Regions from separate parts of the Mus musculus genome. Here region 2 is linked to region 1. The links are chromatin contacts, called in public HiChIP or PLAC-seq maps. All regions are on one chromosome and are shown on one strand. Each heading gives the region's core, a stretch centred on a gene start, on an enhancer-like site or on the middle of the called end of the contact. The rest is flanking DNA. Distances are from core to core; before and after follow the strand shown. Region 1 has its middle 34 kb from the start of Gm33413. Region 2 holds the start of Nfatc2 (nuclear factor of activated T cells, cytoplasmic, calcineurin dependent 2).

The links. HiChIP or PLAC-seq counts read pairs in DNA pulled down with a chosen protein or histone mark.
Region 2: a contact with region 1 is called in a CTCF HiChIP or PLAC-seq map of CD8 T cells, with 24 read pairs. The contact joins the promoter of Nfatc2 here to the enhancer-like site in region 1. A contact is called at or near these places in 18 of 39 promoter capture datasets (the 3T3-L1 cell line, 3T3-L1-derived adipocytes, cranial neural crest and 11 more), 2 of 15 datasets of contacts at CTCF or cohesin (CD8 T cells and embryonic stem cells), 29 of 484 Hi-C or Micro-C datasets (the AML12 cell line, B cells, the Ba/F3 cell line and 21 more), 39 of 115 datasets of contacts at active chromatin or transcription factors (CD8 T cells, DN3 thymocytes, the HPC-7 cell line and 28 more) and 5 of 9 other capture datasets (adipose tissue, embryonic stem cells, liver and 2 more).

Annotation. Positions count from the first base shown.
Region 1 is chr2:168,471,244-168,474,924 of GRCm38.p6, reverse strand. No RefSeq gene overlaps it. Among named protein-coding and RNA genes, the nearest start is that of Gm33413, 34 kb to the right of the region's middle. Within about 2 kb of position 1,259, at least 117 of the 459 cell types and tissues checked have an H3K27ac peak or open chromatin away from gene starts, as enhancers often do. A contact at or near this core is called in B cells, the Ba/F3 cell line, CD8 T cells and 20 more, where this site is marked.
Region 2 is chr2:168,588,644-168,592,239 of GRCm38.p6, reverse strand. Nfatc2 (nuclear factor of activated T cells, cytoplasmic, calcineurin dependent 2) reads left to right here and starts at 1,875. Exons shown (of 11, transcript NM_001136073.2): 1 at 1,875-2,178. The coding sequence starts at 2,049.

The DNA of each region.
Region 1 (3,681 bases), core at 10-2,509:
CAGCAGCAGCAGCGTTACAGCAGGGGAGGCATGACTCTGGGTTGGTAGCAAGTGGGGGCTTCAGAAGGCTTCAGAGAGAAAGTAGGACAGACACCGGCGCAGCCTCTTTGGGGTCATAGACCAGAAGGAAGCACAGAACCAGGTTGACTCTCAAACAGCAAGAAGGCGGAACCACAAGAGTCATTAGTAATTGAAAGTGAAGGCCACAGCCAGGAGGAGGCAGAGGGGACTGGCTTGTAACCCTCATGACATTCTGTGGTACAAACATCAGGTTTGGACTAAACTTTTCCCTAGACCGCCTCTCTGAGCCCACCTGCCCCAACTTCCTGGTAGCACCCAGAAGTGAGGTTGTGTGTACACAGCCCAACCTAGAGGTACAGCCAAGGAGACTGCCCCAGCCCAGCTGCTTTAAGAATTCCTTTTTCCTGCAGATTCTATACTCAGAAAGTGCACAGTGCCATCATGGCCATCAAACGTACTGCAGGGACTATACTGTACTTAGCCAGATTTTGAGGAGGGACAGTAAACCACAACCTCTAGGACAAATTTGCCAAGGTCCCTCAAGCGCCCCACCAGGAGCAGTGTAGACCCACAAGATTCTATCTCAGGGCCTTTGTGCCTAGTGACACAAGGCCACATAGGCCAGGCTTCCCAGGACCATTTTTGAACAGGGCAGTTCAGACTCCTTTAGAAGATTCCAGATGTGGACACATCTGCATGACTTCACTGTGCCAGCCACAGGGCATTTCTAGTTAACATGCCTGAGATTCCCCAGTTCCTGGTCTCCACCCCTCCCTTCTCCACCAGCTTGCAGCAACACCATCCAAACAGTTGCTTAAGGGACAATATTGCGGTCACCCTGAGCTCTCACAGCCCCATTTCCTACAAATCAGCGAGTTCTGTGGCTCTGTCTCTAAGGTGTCTGTCGCCTCCTCCCACGGTACCCAGAGACCTCCCCTCATCTGCCTGGATGACATGGTAGTTCTCAAGTTTCCCGGTTATTTCCCACCCATCTTGCCCACAGCAGAGCCAGACCAAGTCTCAAGATACCTCGCATCCCCTTCTGCCTATAGGCAAAGCACCTCATGGGCCTTAGCATTTAGATCCGGACCCCAGGTAGCATCCTCAGCCATCCTCCCTCCTCCCCATCTCCACTCACACAGCTTGCCTCCCTTGTTCTCAGACCACATCTCCCAGTTCTGGTTCTCCTTTCTTAGTACCGGAAGTGCCCACTTCCGAACTCCGGAAGTGCTCCTGGCTCTTCCTCCCCAGTGGCAAGGTACCCCGTGAGGCGCCCTACATGCTGAGCCAGTGCTGGTATTAGATGTCAGCTTGCTTATTGACTGTTTCATCTTGTGGGTCCCAGGAGAGGAGGGTAGTGCTTGCCTGGGCTCGGGGCTACCTCTCCACGCCCAGCACACAGTAGGACATCAGTACATGGAGGATAGGGGGTTGAATAAACAGACATCATAAACAGCTTTGACATGCACAAGAGACAGACAGCCACAAAAAAAAATTAATCACTTCCTAATATCTAACCCATTTTTCAAAACCAAACAATGATCTCAAGAGAGGCCTTCCTGGTGCCCCATGGGGCTTGGTGTGTTCATTTCTGGTTACACAGCGGTTGTTTTCTGGCAAGCGCCAACTCCCTTCACTGCAGAAAGCAATAACGACATGACTCCCTCTGGTCCGCGAGCTGCCAGGCCAGCATCTGCTCCCGGCAGCCTGCAGTCACCTGCGGCCCTCCTGCCTGTAAAGCACTCTCTGCTGTAGCTCGATGGCTCCTATGGGGCAGGTAAAGGAAGGGCGGGCAGCCAGCGGCTGTTTACTAGACAAATGTGAAACTGGAACTTCCCCAGGGGGTGCGATTGATCAGGTGAGAAAGGCAGCGGATGTGGGGGCTCCACAGCGCCCACTGCAGGCCGCACGGCAACACCGCAGCCTGGCCCTCAAACCTCAGGGCTCCCAGAAACCCAGGCTCGCAGTTACCAGTTACCCTTCACATACTACCAGTGGTCCCCAGGGCCTCTGAGTACCAAAGGGTATTCTGCCCAACCCTGGCCCTTCCTGAGGCCCACCCTGCTGAAACTAAGTTGGGATCCTAAACACCATGGCTTCCCATCTCCCGGCTCGTGGTCTCACCCCAGCTTTTTGCTTTTTATGCTTCTCATGGGCTGTCAAGTCCTCCCTCCCCGTCTTTCAGGAGTCCCCGAGACCCTGCTGTCTACATTTTTCCTTCCTAAAATGCTTTTTGCCTTCTACAACCCATGGTAATAAGACCCCACATTCCCCTCTGAGACCCAGCAGCTCCCGAGCCCACGCCACCCCAATCCCCACCTGACTCTACAGGTTCTGGAAACATTTGTAGACAATGCAGTGCTTAAAGTGTCAAAAACTTACAGTCGCAGCTCTGGGGACCAGAAGTCCAAAGTGGGGTTTGTGGAGATGCTCAGCAGGTCCCTCCAGAGAGGACCCCCCCTCCTGCCTCTTAGGAAATAAGACAGCTGCCCTTGGGACAGGGCTCCCAGGAAACTCCATATTCTAAGCCAGCAATGTGCCTCACCAGCTGGTCTCCATGAACTTCCTTTGGCTGATAATCTATGATCACACAGGGCACACCTGGGCAGCCCAAGCACCCTCCCCAAATCACCTGTGATCAGTGTTCACACCATCTCTTGCTGTGGAAGATCCATGGGTTTCGGGAACTATGGGGACCTCTTTGGGGAGGTCTCTGTCAGCTCAGAAGTGACCCCGAGGCTCCTGGGGCTGGTGTGTGTGGGGGTGTGTGTGTGTGTGTGGGGGGGTTGTCTTCCATTCCTTTCCGGACTGCAGGTTGTGATCCCCACCTGAGAGAAAGGAGCTTCAGTTGGGGAAGTGCCTCCTTGAGATCCACCTGTGGGGCATTTTTTCAATTAGTTATCAAGGCAGGAGGACCCCTTGTGGGTGGTGCCATCCCTGGGCTGGTAGTCTTGGGTTCTATAAGAGAGCAAGCTGAGCAAGCCAGGGGAAGCAAGCCAGTAAGAAACACCCCTCCATGGCCTCTGCATCAGCTCCTGCTTCCTGCCCTGCTTGAGTTCCAGTCCTGACTTCCTTGGTGATGAACGGCAGTGTGGAAGTGTAAGCTGAATAAACCCTTTCCTCCCCAACTTGTTTCTTGGTCATGATGTTTGTGCAGGGATAGAAACCCTGACTAAGACATCTCCCCTTCACAACCTCACTCTTCCTCCACCCTCTCCTGATCACCACGTGCGTTTGCATCTTCTAAGGAACATGGCAGCAATCTGCCTGATGAGCTACCTCCTGCAGCCCTCCCAGTGAGTGGCTCCCTCTTCCCCACCCTCTCACCTTCTCAGAGGACAAGCAAGCAACTCCTGCTGTCTAAGGCAGTGTATTTGTAACCCGCTAACTTGTTGCCTTTGAGCAAAGTACCACCTGCTGCCACACCCACACACTCCAACGCCCCTCCTCTTACTCTGGCTAGTCTGTTCTTTTTGGGCTATCATCGGCTCATCACTCAGGCCAACCTCAAAATCACTGTGTAGCTAAGGGTGACTCTGAACTCCTGACCCTCTTGCTTTCAGTTCAGGGATTACAGACATGCAGGACCACAACTGTTTATGCAGTCTAGGGATCAAACTCGTGGGGGTAAGGGGACTTCATGCATTTGAGGGGAACACT
Region 2 (3,596 bases), core at 626-3,125, 120 kb before region 1:
AGGCACAGGCAATAGACACCAGCTTGACCAGAAGCATTTAGTCATCATGGGATAGAGCAGCCATTCTCAACCTGTGGGTCATGACTGACCCCTTCGGGTATGTCAAAAGACCCTTTCTCCAGGGTCACCTAAAGACCATTGGAAAACACAGGTGTTTACATTATGATTCACAACAGTAGCAACATTTCAGCATGAAGTAGCAACAAAAATAACTTCATGGTTGGGAGGTCACCATAGCATGAGGAACTGTATTAGGGGGTTGGTTGCAGCGTTAGGGAGGTTGAGGACCACTAGAGCAGAAGGTTAGCAAGGGATGAGTGGGGGTGGCAGAGGATTCAAGAGCTCGCTCATTTCTACTGTAGTGCTTCTCTTGTGTTTCCTTGGCCAAATTTCAGAGTCCAACCTTGGGTCCCTGTCATAAGGACCTGGGGAGAAGATGCATTTCCTTCTAGAGATCAAGGTCTTGGCTGGAGTCCCCACCCCTAAGACATTTGGATGCTCCCACTACAATTCTCCTTTATGCCCTGACAGCCAGAAGGTACTCTGTAAGCCTGGAACCTGGAGCTTTTAACCAGGCTCCACTGGATTGTAGTGTGTTGGGGAGTTTAGAAAAGCCTGCTCACAGCTCTTTACATCTGTGTCCTGTGACCAGGGTAGCAGGATAGCCTTGCAGTAGCCCGCATCTCAGCATCTGCAGCAGTTACTCAGCAAAGATTTCCGAAAAGAAAGATGAGAGTGGTTTGGTTTTGGTGGCAAGACTAGTTCTCTCCCTCTGTAGCCCAGGCTGACCTCAAATGAGGCAATCCTATTGTCTTTGCCTCTCTGGTACTGGGACTATCAGTTTGCCTAACCAACCACACCCATCTCAGTGATGGATGGCTTGAGATACACCTCCTCAGTGGAGAAGTGGCTCCCCCTGAAGAATGCTTGCCAGGCAGGAGTGCAGTCATTGTCACCAAGCTTGGGTGACCAGGACCAGAGGGCTCCACCCACCTAGACTTCTGATCTTTGGTCTTATCACCTCCTCTCTTGAGGTTGCAGTTGCAGCGGAGCCTGGCTTTTAAAAGCTGTTTTGGTGACTGTTATCATGCTGGGGTGGGGGTGGGGGTTATCAGGGAGCACTGCCCATCTCCGCTTTGCTACCTTGTTTCTTGCTCTGAGAAGTTGTTAACTGGGAGTCTCTTTGGAGGGTGGCCCTGGGTTCTTCAGCAGTCACCCCAAACCTCTGCCTTAGGGGCTTGATCAAAATTCCATAATATTGGGTTTGAATCCAGACTAGGAACTGAGAGACCCGAGGAGGAGCCTGGTAATCTACATCTTCCGTCAGCCGGAAGTACAGGTTACCTGTCAGCCCTGCCTCCCACACACCAGACCACTTCCTGTTCTCACTACCAGGACAGGGTCCCCAGATCATCATGAATCAAACTTCGCGTGTCACTTCCCTCTGGCGCCAAAGCCTTCGCAGCTTCTGCTGGTTTCTCTCCTGGTTATCAAAAGGGGTGATGATCTTTATCCCTAATTTGTCCCAACCGGCCCACAGTGGCTGCTATATGCTGGGTGGCACGTGGTAGGTGGCCCAGGCCTGGTCAATTGAGTTTAGAGCTTGCAAATCAGAGACAGACACTTTGGCATGAGCCATAGCTGTGGGCATCCCCAAGAAGACAGGGCGCCCCTCTCCTAGGAATCGGGAAAGGCTCAGCGAGTGGTCCCTAAGGTAGAGCTCGCAGGCAACAGCTTCTGACCGGACCCTGGGTCAGACAGCAGCAGGTGAAGCAGAAGTTGTCTGGGCCTGTCGCTCAGGCCAGACCGGGCGGTGCCCCTCCCCGTCCGGGCGGCGCCCCGCCCCACCAGCCACCGCCGTCCCCGCCCCCTCCAGGCTGCAACAGGTGCCTTGAGCAGGAAGCTCGCGCCGCCACCCGCTCCCCGGACGCGTCCAGGACCCACTGCGCCGTGAGCCATCCTCGGCCTCACCGTGCGCCACAGATACGGTGACCCCTGCTCTGCGCCCCGCGACTCTATACGAACCCGCATCCCGAACGCCCCGAGCCATGGACGTCCCGGAGCCGCAGCCCGACCCCGATGGCGGGGACGGCCCCGGCCACGAGCCCGGGGGCAGTCCCCAAGACGAGCTGGACTTTTCCATCCTCTTCGATTATGACTATCTGAACCCTATCGAAGGTCGGTAGAGGCTCCCCAAGCTTAGTCCTAGAGCCCTGGCGGGGACAGGGCCTAGGGACCCGATGCAGGGCTTCCTCCTGGAGCCTGCAGCAGGGGTTGCTCCTGCCCTAGTGACAGGGAGGGGAGCCAGAGTGGCCACACCATGGGGGAGGGGGGAGATTTCCAGGAGGTTGAGGGTCACTGTCAGTATAACAAAGGATGGTTAGCTCCCTAGTTCAGCCCAGAGGCTGTAGAGGAGATGTTTTTGCTTTCTGAGAGTGGCTTCGGTAGAGGTAGAGGGGCGTGTGCCCAAGGATGTCAGAGAGGCTGCAGCTGAGCCTGACAGTCTTACCCCTGAGGCTGTGAGACAGTGAGCCTGCGGCATCCTGGGAGCCGGTTGTTGGGGACTTTGTGTTGAAACTAAGGAAGAGGCTCTGTCTCATGCTTGAGGGTGGTTTGCCTCTGGTGCCAGGAGGCTGGCCCATTTCCTCTCCGAGTTTACCAGTCGTTGCAGGTGGACCAGGTTACTAAGTGAGCTTTCACCAGCCCCTCACCCATGCTCTCATGGATGGGGCACCTGGGAGAGGAGGACCGGCTATTTCTGCTGAAGTTTAGTCTGGCCCCCTATTGCTGGGGGCTGGGCAACGCCTCTGTCACTCCAGCATTTAACAGCATCTGTCAGAGGCGGTAGCAGGCTTTATGCCCAGCTTCACATTGCATTTTCTGGTTAGAAAACTTGTTGCCTGGGAGCAAACAAGAAAACCTAACCAGGTTTCCTGATTTTGACAGCCCAGCCCTTGCCTGCGGCAGGCTCAGGGGCAAGCCTGCTGGCAGCTTCCAGATGCCTCAGTGGCTGCGGGCTTGCGGGCATCTGGTGCCTGGTGCGTAGGAAGGGTTTTGATGCCAGGCTGGGGAGTTGCAGAGTCCTGGTGGCATTAACCCTTTCTTCCAGCAGGGTCCTCACGGACAACCTTTGGGGAGGGACTTGCTTTAGTGACGATTTTTACGTTTCAGCTAGAGATGATAATAATAGTCAAAGAGCCAGTGTTCATGTTTTTTAGAGGTCCGTTCTAGGGACAGGTTTCCCTTGAAAAGACACAGTTAGCAATCTGTGAGCCATTCACACACATCAGTGGGCTGTGTATTCATTAAGATTAAAGTCCTATCTAGCTGGCAGGGAATTCACACTCCTCTCTCAGGCTCTCTCTCTCTCTCTCTCTCTCTCTCTCTCTCTCTCTCTAGGTGAGGGTGGAGGGTGAGGATTTCCGGGGAAATAGTTTCCAAGCCAAATCTGGTGGGAGGTGCTTTTTATAGTTTTTCTTGGCAAGCAGAGCTCCGTGGCCAGCAGATGGGTGGCTTAATGACCATGGGAAAGCCTGGTACCCTGTGTTATTGTTGTGTTTTTAATAATATACTTTATTTGGGGGTTCCAGTTTTCC